Regions from separate parts of the Mus musculus genome. Here region 1 is linked to region 2. The links are chromatin contacts, called in public Hi-C maps. All regions are on one chromosome and are shown on one strand. Each heading gives the region's core, a stretch centred on a gene start, on an enhancer-like site or on the middle of the called end of the contact. The rest is flanking DNA. Distances are from core to core; before and after follow the strand shown. Region 1 has its middle 66 kb from the start of Gm13575. Region 2 has its middle 36 kb from the start of Fign.

Region 1 (5,656 bases), core at 3,064-5,563, 330 kb after region 2:
ACTTATTCTTCCAAGTATGACTCTCACGGCATCATGTTTTAAACATAGGACGGATAGAGAGTGCTCAGTGACTAGTTCCGTTGTTACAGATAGCAAGGGTGTGCTATGAAACAGCCGGAGATGATGCAAAGGGAAATCTTGATGCCGCGGAACAGAGCAGCCCAGTGAGACAGTCATCACATTCCAAGGCAAGAGTTCTGGATCTGGGTACTCACAAGCACATGAGCGGATGTTAGGAAATCATTGACGTTCTCCCTTTGGTCCCAGCAGTTTAGCTGGGAGATAGAAGGACTCTGAACTTACAAGCTTTGATCTCCTTCCCTTCAGGGTTTTACTCATCTGGGTTTCAGTCATTCCCTCCATTAGCTGAAAAGATACCTCTTTCCCCTGCTGTTACCTCTGTAATTAGATGAAAGGAGAACTAAGATGCACGGGAGATGAGCGGATGATAGTGCTTTGGCTTCCTGCCAGAGTCTTCTAATGAAAATGAACGCTTTCTGCATCTGGGTCCACGGCATTTGTTTGGAAGAGAGAAGTTTGGAAGGCTAGGTGAGTGAAGAAGGGTGAGAGAGAAAAATATCCTCCGGCTGGAATAGATCCATGTATCATTTAGGAATTAGATTTATTTGGATTTTGTGAACATCAAGTGTATGTCAGTCAATCGGCATACACTATCTCATTTAATCCTCACGGTACAATGCGGTGGTAAACAGATTTTAGCCCACTTTTTCAAAATATGAAAAATGAAGCCGAAAGTGGTTCCAAGCTCCTATTTGCTTCAGTCTGGAACCCTTGCCTAGCTGATGTCAAAACTTAAGATTCTAATTGCTACAACATACTGCCTCCTAGTGGCCGAAGTTGGGTAGGAATCTAGCCAAGATCAGCTACTGAGGGGGTGGGTGGCATTTGTTCTAGATGGGAAATGGTATTAACCCTTCAGGCTCAATTCTCTATCTCAAAGGCATGCTGAAAATGTCAAAAGTATTCTAGATGCTCTAAGTCCTCCAATATTTTTTAATGTTTTTCTGAAAATAGATTTTTTTCTCATACAATACATCCTTACCACCACCTATGGTGTCTGCGCATGTGTCCATGCAATCACACTCACATACACAACTGTGGATGGACAATCTCACCAGGTTTTAAGTTTTATAATATAATCTTTTTTTCCTCTTTACTCATCAAATCAGGATACACAACTACCCTAGCTTTTATCTTTCTTTCTGATATTGTTAAGTTATATTTGCTAATAAAGCTTATGAACAAACTCACATTAAGGGCTTAAGACCTTCATTTTTAGGTTTTATTTTTCATTCATGGGTTTTTTTGTGATTATGCAGTGCAGGTGTCGGAGTACCCACAGGAGCCAGTAGAGAAGGTTGGTTCCCCTGGAGTTGTTGATTTGTGGGCACTGGGAACTGAACTCTGGTCCTTTGGAATGAACAATGTACGATCTTACCTGTTAAGCCACATCTCAAAGGCCCATGTTCCACTAAAGTTTAAATGAGTATCAAAGGCATAATCACTTGCTTAGTACTTAATTTTATTTATTTCATATCATAGATTTTTCTACATAAAATGCCTGAAGTCAGAGAAAATGATTCGAAGTAACAGGAATTTCAGGCCTTGTGGCAGATGGGTGAAAACATGATTTCTGCAAGGTTACCTATGCCCCATATTAGTTGAAATATATTTGAAAGGCACATGTTTACTTTGCCTCTGCACTCGGCTGACCCTACTGAACAGGTGTATTGAAATATTACACTCTTAGAGATCAGAGGCTGCTGATAATGGCCTTAATGCTGCCATTCCTAAATTTCTATTAAATGATGCCTTACCATGCAACATTCTGTACTTGGTCTGGTAAATGGGTATTAGTGACCTCGAGTCAACAAACTTTGCTTCTCTCGACACTGAGTAGCACCGTAGCATTTAAAATTCATAGTTGCATTTACTTTTTAAATAGAACTTCAAGTCTTTAACTACCTAAGCAGAAAGCTTGAACAAAAGATATGGCCTTTAATGATGGGGTAGGCTGATGTTACTGGTCATAGAAGTTATAGCTCAGTGGTTAGTGCACTGAGATGGCAGAACCTTCCCAAAAATATTTCTCCCAAGTTCCATGGGCACAACGCACTGCCAGGCTCTTGACTCTTTGCTGTGTCTGTGCATTGTCACCATAACGGGTAAATAATGGTCAGTAGTGTTGGACCCATCAGGCCGAGCATCTTTCTTTGTTTCTCACGATTCTCATCTCTGTTCTATAGGAATCAGCCACACCTCCCTTCATGTCCTCCAGTTCTTTCCCTTCATGGCCGCGTTAATGAAGTCTCTCTACAGCTACTTCGTCAAACTAGTGCATAATGACTGCCTCTGCACAGGGATGTGAGTGACTAGAAAGACTTAAAGTTGTCATTCACATTTTTTTCAGCATGGTAAAACACAGTTTAGAACATTCAAATGAACAAAATATCCTTACTATTTTTAGTAGCAAAGTGACCCCACCACCAATGAAACATTGGATTGTTTGTTTTCATCCACTAAAGTACAAAATACAGGGGGCCAATTCTCTTTTGAACAATGCACCAATGAATTATGTTATCATCATAATGACAATGAAAGCCCATTTGGCAATTAAAATAAATGAGCTAATTCTATGCACATGAACAAGGATACATGTTGAAAATACAATGGTGTGTGAAAATTCAAATACAGCATTCACATGAATTTAAAATCTGAAAACAATGTAACACTTCTTATGATTACATACATATGTAGTCAGCATAAATAAACTTGGATATGAAAGCAGCACAAGTATTTTGAGATTATTTTGTTCCAGCAAAAAAGTGGAGGATTTTGAGAGCATTCCCAGTATCACTTTTGGGAACAAAGGAGACCTCATCACTTTATTGCAATGCTTTATTGGGAAAAAGAAGCAAGAAGGAAATATTTAAAACTTTTGATCATGCATCACAATTGTTTAATCTCAGCAAATATGCATATTCACTGCATAACTTGAGGTATTTTCAAATACCTCAATACATTTTAAAATAACAGGAATGAAACTTTTAAGAGATGCTTCATTTTAAAGTAAGAGATGGATAGTAATCCTTAAAACTGCTTCCTCTAACTTTTAACCAAGATTCCCAAGGAGACACAAGAAAAGATGAAAAGACACCATTCAAAGTGGGGCACACCAACGAGCTGAGCTAGCTACCCATGGAATCTGGGGGGAATTGACTCACAGTGAAAGTTGAACAGGACTGGAGAGAGACAAACCTGCCAGCTTTAGGGGGTAACCATGTCTTTCTGCTTCCTGGCAAACAACTGTGTATGTGCCCGTGTGGTGTTAGAGTGCAGGCAGAGACCCCCAAATAAAACTTTGAACAATATGGTGACTGGTGTATAGTGGAAGAGTTTTGAAAAAAAATTACAGAAAAAAATAAAAAAGAATGGAGGAGATCAGATCACATGGCTGAGCCAAGTGAAGCCAGCCAGTCCTATTTCCAACCTCTGAGCTACTGTGGCTTCTGACCGCAGGGAAAGAAAGGAGACGTTCAATGCTTCTCTTTTGATTGTACAATGAGGAGGTGTTCAGCCACTGGGGGACCTTCATTTCATGTCCTCCTTCAACCTCGCAGCTCAAAAGCCATGTGCAATATATATATATATATATATATATATATATATATATATATATATATATATATATAGTTTGAGACAGGACATTTTTTTCCACATGAAAAGTTTTTCCTGAATCTCTTTATTGCCTATTCCTTTCTTCACTTTATTTCCCTGTAGAAATGTGCAGTATCTAGAGAATAAAAAAGGAAAGGAGGAAAGAGGGGGAAAAAAAGGAACCTGAAGCTTGCACAGCATTATTGGGAAGGACTAAGATTACATGCTGAAACTCCAACTTTAAAATAAGCGACTTGATTTGCATGATGTAACATTGGGAAAGGTAACTACGATTCGAAACTGAATTTCTGGATTTAGAATTCCGTCCCCTACATCCCCTGAAGATTTTTTTTTCCTCCGAAGAACAGGTCATGTACTCCTCAAAAGAATTTTTTTTTCTTTTTCAAGAAAATTCTGGCCCACCTTTATCTCTAATGGCCCGGCTGGGAGTTGCTATAATAACCCTTTTGCTTTTATGTGGCCATCTGGAGGCCTATTAAAAACACTATCTAAAACCAACTTCCCAAGTGTGCTGAGTTTGTATGTTTCCACCAAGTCACCAAAACAGGGCCCTCTTTCCTACTCTGAGGTGAGTGTACTTTGGAGTTCGAAGCTGGAGGGAGGAGCCGCACACAGCACAGTGCAGCTTGGCCTTTCACCCTGGCGGTTCTGGACAGGAAGTCAGAACAGTGGTCGATCCCACTGCCTCCTTTTCAAGGGTTTGAGGGTCTGCAGCAAGGCTTCCTTCGATCTCTGGAGCACTGTGATGAGATGGAAGAAGTGAGGGAATGCGGGAGCCGGCGACATTGAGAACTTAATGAGGCATCATGTTTCAACTAGATAATACTCCTTTTTGATTTGTGTGGAAAGCAAATATGAAATATTGAAATAATATTTCAAGTTCCCAATTTTTGTGGCACAAATCGAGACGCGGGAAGCGCTGCCCTCTCTGAAAAAATACCCCTTTCATCTAAAACGTGATCCAACCGAGTTGAGGACAGAAGGGCAGGTTGCGAAATGGAATTAGATAAAAGTTGGCGTTTGTCTTTAGTAGATTATTAAAATCACCACGGTAAGAAATCAGCTCATAAAGACGAAACAAGTTAGCAGGGGCCGCAGATCATTTGTCCCAAACAGAGGTTTTTCTCAACACTCATTAACTATCTTGCCCAGTAATGTGCTTGTAATCCTATTAAACCTGATACATCAAAAATTAAAAGAAAAAAATTTAGTTGCTGTCTCAAACCGCACTGCAACTCAGATCTAGGACCAAATAGGAAGCATTAATTGCTTCGGTGCTTCACCGCAAAGCCACTCTTAAAATATAATTCCTTAATGAAGTCCGTTAATTTGTTCATGGCAGTACACAAGCTGTTCAAAATGACACAGGATTGCACTCTGTTTTCTAACCCCTGCAGTTTCTTCTGTTAGTCACTCTGTCTTGTGTTGTTATCCCATGGATAGTAATTATTTTATAGTGGCTGTAATTAGGAGAGAATTAGGCTTGGTAAACAAAACCTGCCTTCTCCTGTTAATAGCTAAGGATAATAAATTTGGCTCTGACATTCACTATATTTGGACAAGGCTTGGCCTACTTCCAGTTTTCCCAATAAGAACGTTATTATATAATTATGCCTTGGAGGGGCTCATATTACAAGGTAATTTTTTTTGTAAAGACACATATTGCATGGCTTCCAGCCAGTAAGTGATATACTGTAATATATGCCTCCAATAAATGTTTTAAACGCAGTCTCTCTGAGAAAAGCCTTGCTGGAGCTGTGTGCTGCTCTTCAGCATGTATTATTTACAGGATTTGTTTGTTGAGCTCTTCATAATGTAAATTATTTCCTTCGGTCGCATTGTCCAACACTGTGGCAACTGTCGATTTAAAGGACACTTTTTTTTTCTATCAGTAAGTGCTATATCTGATCTACTCATTCAATTCTCATAGGTGATTTCTGTCAGATGGTGCCCCAAA
Region 2 (6,019 bases), core at 1,655-4,154:
AATTATTATTTCAATTATGCATGACATTTAATAGTACATCCTGCAAAAGTGATAAATTCTTCATAATATTTAATCTCATTATAACTCACATTAAGTCTTTCTAGGAAGAGGTAACAATCTAGCTTTATTTGAGAATCAGAGACCAGAAGCTAATGAAGTTGTCCCTTTTCCTACTAACCCTCTATTTGCCTATCTTCCGCTGCAGTTTTTTTCACTCTTCATTTTGTATGTCATATTAAAAAAAAAACTTCCACAAGCTTTATGTTATATTACTGTACTTAATTCATATTTATTAGGAACTCAATACACATAACATACTGCTGGGTTTCTTCCTAAAAGTGTGTTATTTCCTCTCTCTCTCTCTCAACACACACACACACACACACACACACACACACACACACACACACACACACACACTGTCTCTTCCTCTCCCCCACCCCTTCCTTTTCCCCTCTCCTTCCCCTTCTCCTCCTGCCATCCCCCCTCTCACTCTTTCCTTCTCTGATTTTAACTTGTACCAAACAAAACAACCTAGTCAGCTGGAAGTCAGTCCAACTCCGGAAACCGTATCTTTCAACTCCATCAGCCTATGATTAGTGATTTTATTTTATGTACATGATTAAAACTTTTACTCAAGTGGTGCTTTTCATGTTTCAACTTTGGAATTTTGTTTGTTCCTAAAGTGCATCTATAAGGCTTGAATTATTAGCTGCCATTGACTTTAATTAAACTCATTATGGCTTCACATGTGTGGCACTTTCTAGGGAGGAGAAAACAGATTTTACAATGAGCCAAGTGGCTTAACATGTAGTCTCTCGGCAAATCGATTTAATAAGCCACACTAGGCTACAACTCAGCTAGTAACTTGAAGCTTGACCCCAGCCAGTGTTTTTTTTTATACGGGGAAAAATGTGTTGGTTTTCCTTATTCTTTAGCAAAGGATGCACTCTGCTCAAGTGAGTGCCTTCATGACTGGGACTGAATGGAAGTTCAGGCAAGAGTGGTTTTCTTATTATTTCCTTTATGTGGAAGGGGCTCTGTGCTAACGTAAAGAGTGGAGGAATGGTACAGGCTAATTAGGTCCTTCTTAGTCTGTCTCACCAGGGCATTCAAACATTCACTAAGGAAGGGAGGTTATCAGCCATACAAGTGCTGTGATGACCCAACTCCACAAACTCCCATCCAGATGCTGCCGGTGCACTGTGTGCTAACCTGTGTAGACAAAAACATTAGAACACTAGAAATTTTAGTCTGGTCCATGCCCAGCATGGTGGTGCACGTCTGTAGTGCTAGCATTCAGAAGCAGAGTCAGAAGTTCCTTCGCCCATGTGTCTGAGGCAAGTTCCAGGCAGTGGAGGGCAACATAGAAGAACTTACCTCAGAAAAACAGTAAGTAAGTAAGCAAGTAAATAAATAAATGTGAAGCACTCACATCTAAATTCTTACTGAATTTACATTTCCAAGTTGTGACTCTTAGTTTGTATTTTAATTATCAGTGTGTTTATCCTTTACAGGCATTTGAGTTCTCAAGTGCTGAGAGATTTAGAAAATGAAAGAATCACCCAAGGTCATCTGAGTGTGGAGAAACAGAGCAGCAGGCTCTTATATACTTTTTCAACAAGCTTTCCTATCTCTACGCATACTGTGAGAGCCACAGTACACATAGAATCCTACTGGGCCAGTAACCACACAGCAAACTTTCTGACCCCATCTACAAGGTGACAACTCAGAATGGGGACAACATGGGAATTTCTATCTTTGTAGTTTTCAGAGCTCCCTATGGAATGAGCAGGTTGTATTTATATATTAAAGATACAAAAATTGGGTTTGAAGGAAAAAGAGAAAAGGGAAATAAATGATATAATTATATCAGTTATAATTAAAAGGGGATCCAGGTTTAGTTCTTGTACTCATTTATTCAATAGCTCGCTGCTTAAACTTTTGCCAACCATGTCTTATTCACACATGGTCATACCCAGCATCCTCCTGGTCCTCTGTCCCTCCCCCCATTACTGGAAACTTGGGTTCTATTGTTAAGCTTTCCGTGAAGAGGTATTCCCTTAGAGGAGTTTCCTCAAAGCCAAAATGAAAGCCTCAGAAATGTCACTATGGAAACGTGGAGTTGAGACCTGTGCTTGGGAAGGGTGTTTATAAACCATCAGATTATGATTTTTTTTTGACTATAATCTCTGACGACCCTTCCTCCTTTTCTCAAAGTAAGCAGAGAAATGTGTCACCATAAAGATCTGCTAGGAGATGGTAAGATTATGGCTTTTCATTAACTTTTGAAGTTTACCATGGAAGAGGAGAATGGTAAGGAAAGGTGTGTGTGTGTCTGTGTGTGTGTCTGTGTGTAGGCGTAGAAGAAGGAGTGGGCAGAAAGACTCATCATAGAAATACACACAACGTGAGTATGGTAAGTTAGCAGGGGACAACGGCAAAAGAAATGGCAAGAAGTCTACTTAACCAAGGCTCACAATGCCATGCTTCTGAGACTCAAGAGAAACTATTCACCTTACCTGGAGTGAACAAAAACTAAGGAATTCACAGTGTTTCATTCTGAGTACCTTCTCGTATAATTCAGCAGTGTAAATTCTTTGGTGCTATTTATATAACGCATCAGGTAAACTATAGATTATACAGGCAGTGTTTTGATAGTCATATGTGCTTTGGGTTCTTCCCAGTAAATTAATGAAGTGGCTTTTAGATCACAACGTCAAATCTACCTGCACACAGGTGCCATAAATCATTATTCAATTAATACAAACATCCTGACATGAAAGCTCAGCAAAGATTTAATCATTAAAGGGAAGTTGATATTTAACAGATTCAAGGTCTCAATAAGACAAGGACTTTGTTTCTTTAGTACAGAGGGTAAATAGAACGTAGTGTTTGGGAAATGCTTACAGCTTCATTTGATTTCACTCCATTTTCATGACAGTGGAATGAACTGGGCCTCTGTATCGTCATGTGCAGAAGGAGAAGTAATCTCAGGAGTCCAGTGTGCTAGCAACCTGTCACTGGAAACCTCTTCCTTTTAGTCATTTGCTCTACCGAGTCTACCATACAAGACTTAAATTAGCTTTTACATTTCCTTGTCCAAAGTCATTGCTTGACTAGATCACCTCAAAGGACTCATTAATTTCACTCATAAAATTATCTGTCATAAACAAATACTAGATACAGAGTGATTGATTTTTTTAAATGAAGATTGCTTATTGTGGTCAAAACGAATTTAAAAGTTGAAAAAGTAAACTGTATTTTTTAAGTTCTGAGGAATTTCACTTGATGCCTTTCTATTTGGTGACAGACATGATCTTCATGTTATGCATCATTAAGACCAGAAGGAGAAGAACTGCATCCTAAAGACAACAAGGCACTTTCATCGCTGTCCCATAGTCCTCACTAAAAAGAGAAACCTCTCTGCACTTGCCTTGTCATTGCCAGACTATCAAGTAACAAGCTGAAAGCCACACTGTTCATTGCAGTCGCACTCTTACAAATCAATGCAGCAATAATAAGGTTTAATTAATGTTAAATTTGAATTGAATTTATTTCCATATAATCTATATCAGAGTTCTTTGGGGGTAAGATGTACAATATGTGAACACTTACCTAAAGTACTGAGAAGTCAATAGCACTGAGAAAGGCCTTTTACTCCACTCTCAGAAGGCATTCCCATGCATGGATAGTGAAAAGCTTTGTAACACAAAACATGTTGTGATGATATGCATGAGATGTAATTTTGGAAGTTACTTTATCCATGAGGATACTAGGAAAGGAGGCTGTGAATTCCATTATCTCTTAGGAAATAGTGAGCATGTCACATTCTACAACCTACAATAAAGAAGAGAAAACTGAGTTGAGCCCAGATGGTGCAGTTGCAGGCTCTCTACATGGTCTTATATGACATATCGTGATTCATTCCGTTCCTGCATCAAGGCATCCAAATGCTTCAAGCTCACAGAGTACTTTCTTGGCCCTCTCAATTTCCCTGCTTACAACATGTATTCTTTGTGTTAACAAGATATTCCTTTTTTTGTCATTCTGACTAATACTTAGCAGAAACCATTAAAAGGAAGGAAGATTCAGTTTGGTTTATGGTCTCAGGGGCTTTAAAAGCCCAAGATCAGCTGATTCTGATGTTTCATGGCCCATGATGAGGCAGAACATCATGGTGGAAGGGCATGCTACAGCCTCCATCTCAGGTATCCAGGACATAGTACCAGCAAGGAAATGGGGCCAAGGTATTATTCCAGTCCATGATAGTAGCGACCATCTTCATTCACTGATGCTGTGTCTTCTATAGAAATTCTGCATTGCCAGTGAGCTATGGGCATCCGTAAATGGATCAAACATTTGATTAGCTCAGAGCCCTAATAACCCCATCCCTTTGTGTTGACCAGACTTGGATCTTGAAGATCAAGCCTTTAACTTTTAGGGAGACACTTTGTATCAACTACACACTGTTTGTGACCCTCCCCCCATTCTTTTTATCAATTCTTAGGTGCCTCACAGACCCTCCTCCCCCAAACGAGAGAAGACAATCCCAGTTTCAAATTTTAAGCAAACAGCAACAGCAAAAGAAAAATTCAGCTACAGAATTCTTTCTTCTAGATAGAAAATTTCAATTCATGGGAAAGCATCTCAGGTGCTTGATTAAAACACAGAGCTGCCTCTCACTTCAAACTCCCCTTCCCAATCTGATCGAAAGGCAGCTGCTTGTTTACTTTTTTTTAGTCCTTCTATTTATTTACCATGGGATGTAAACACGAGTCAACAGGAAGTCACAGTGAGCGTGTCCTTATGACAAAATATCCTTGCTAGAGATGAAGGATGTGAAGGCAAGCATCATCTTTACTCACTCATCAGATGAATATTTTAGCACCGTGGAGTCTCTGTCCTCAGACAACCTCCTCGAAGAGAAGTGGCTCCCACTCACTCAGCTCTGCTTTCTCTCTACCTGCCTTTTCCTTTTTTATTAGATATTTTCTTTATTTACATTTCAAATGTTATCCCTGTTCCCATTTCCTCTCCGAAAATCCCCTATCCCTTCTGCCATCACCCTGCTCCCCAACCCACCCACTCTTGCTTCTTGGCCCTGGCATTCCCCTACACTTGGGCATAGAACCTTCACGGGAGCAAGGGCCTCTCCTCCTATTGATGACTGACTAGGCCATCCTCTGCTACATATGCAGCTAGAGAAAGGAGTCCCACCATGTGTTGTTGGGGTTTTTTGGGGTACTCTGAGCTTCTGGGCTAATATCCATTAATTAGTGAGTGAAATCATTTTGGCAGTTCCTCAGAAAATTGGACATAGTACTACTGAAAAATCCAACAATACTACTCCTGGGCTTATACCCAGAAGATGCTCCAACTGGCAATAAGGATACATACTCCACTATGTTCAAAGCAGCCTTATTTATAATAGCCAGAAGCTGGAAAGAACCCAGATGTCCCTCAACAGAGGAATGGATACAGAAAATATGGTACATTTACACAATGGAGTACTAGTAGCTATTAAAAACAACGAATTTATGAAATTCTTGGGCAAGTTGATGGCTTTGGAGGATATCATCTCGACAGTCTACAATCTACATGGGACTGTGCTTTTTTTTTTAATTCCCAAGTATACTTATGAATCTGTAAAGCTGTAAATCTAAAAAATGCAGTCACAAGAGAGAGATTGTCTTCCCCTTCCCATTCAACCTATGTCTGTTTTTTTTTTTTTCCATTATAATTTAGTGTGGACTGTGAAGATTCTTTGGATTCACTTATCTGATCCACCTGTATGATCCACCTTTACAGAAAGTCTTACAACAGTGGAATTACCAGCACATCTGACAAAGATGATATAAGTTTAGAAAAGGCAGGTGATTTCAATTTATATGCAACTGACTTCTGTAGATATCACCTATTAACATGTGGAAGCAAGATATTTTAGCAGAAAACTTTAGTAAGAAACAAACAACCCAAGGAGCTAAAGGGATCTGCAACACTATAGGTGGAACAACAT

The links. A called contact is a pair of places that touch in the nucleus more often than the background predicts.
Region 1: a Hi-C map of liver shows a contact between it and region 2, with 2.8 times the contacts expected there. The contact joins two enhancer-like sites. A contact is called at or near these places in 2 of 484 Hi-C or Micro-C datasets (cortical neurons and liver) and 1 of 115 datasets of contacts at active chromatin or transcription factors (liver).

The regions. Positions count from the first base shown.
Region 1 is chr2:64,457,523-64,463,178 of GRCm38.p6, forward strand. No RefSeq gene overlaps it. Among named protein-coding and RNA genes, the nearest start is that of Gm13575, 66 kb to the left of the region's middle. Within about 2 kb of position 4,314, at least 3 of the 459 cell types and tissues checked have an H3K27ac peak or open chromatin away from gene starts, as enhancers often do. A contact at or near this core is called in liver, where this site is marked.
Region 2 is chr2:64,130,912-64,136,930 of GRCm38.p6, forward strand. No RefSeq gene overlaps it. Among named protein-coding and RNA genes, the nearest start is that of Fign, 36 kb to the left of the region's middle. Within about 2 kb of position 2,905, at least 2 of the 459 cell types and tissues checked have an H3K27ac peak or open chromatin away from gene starts, as enhancers often do. A contact at or near this core is called in liver, where this site is marked.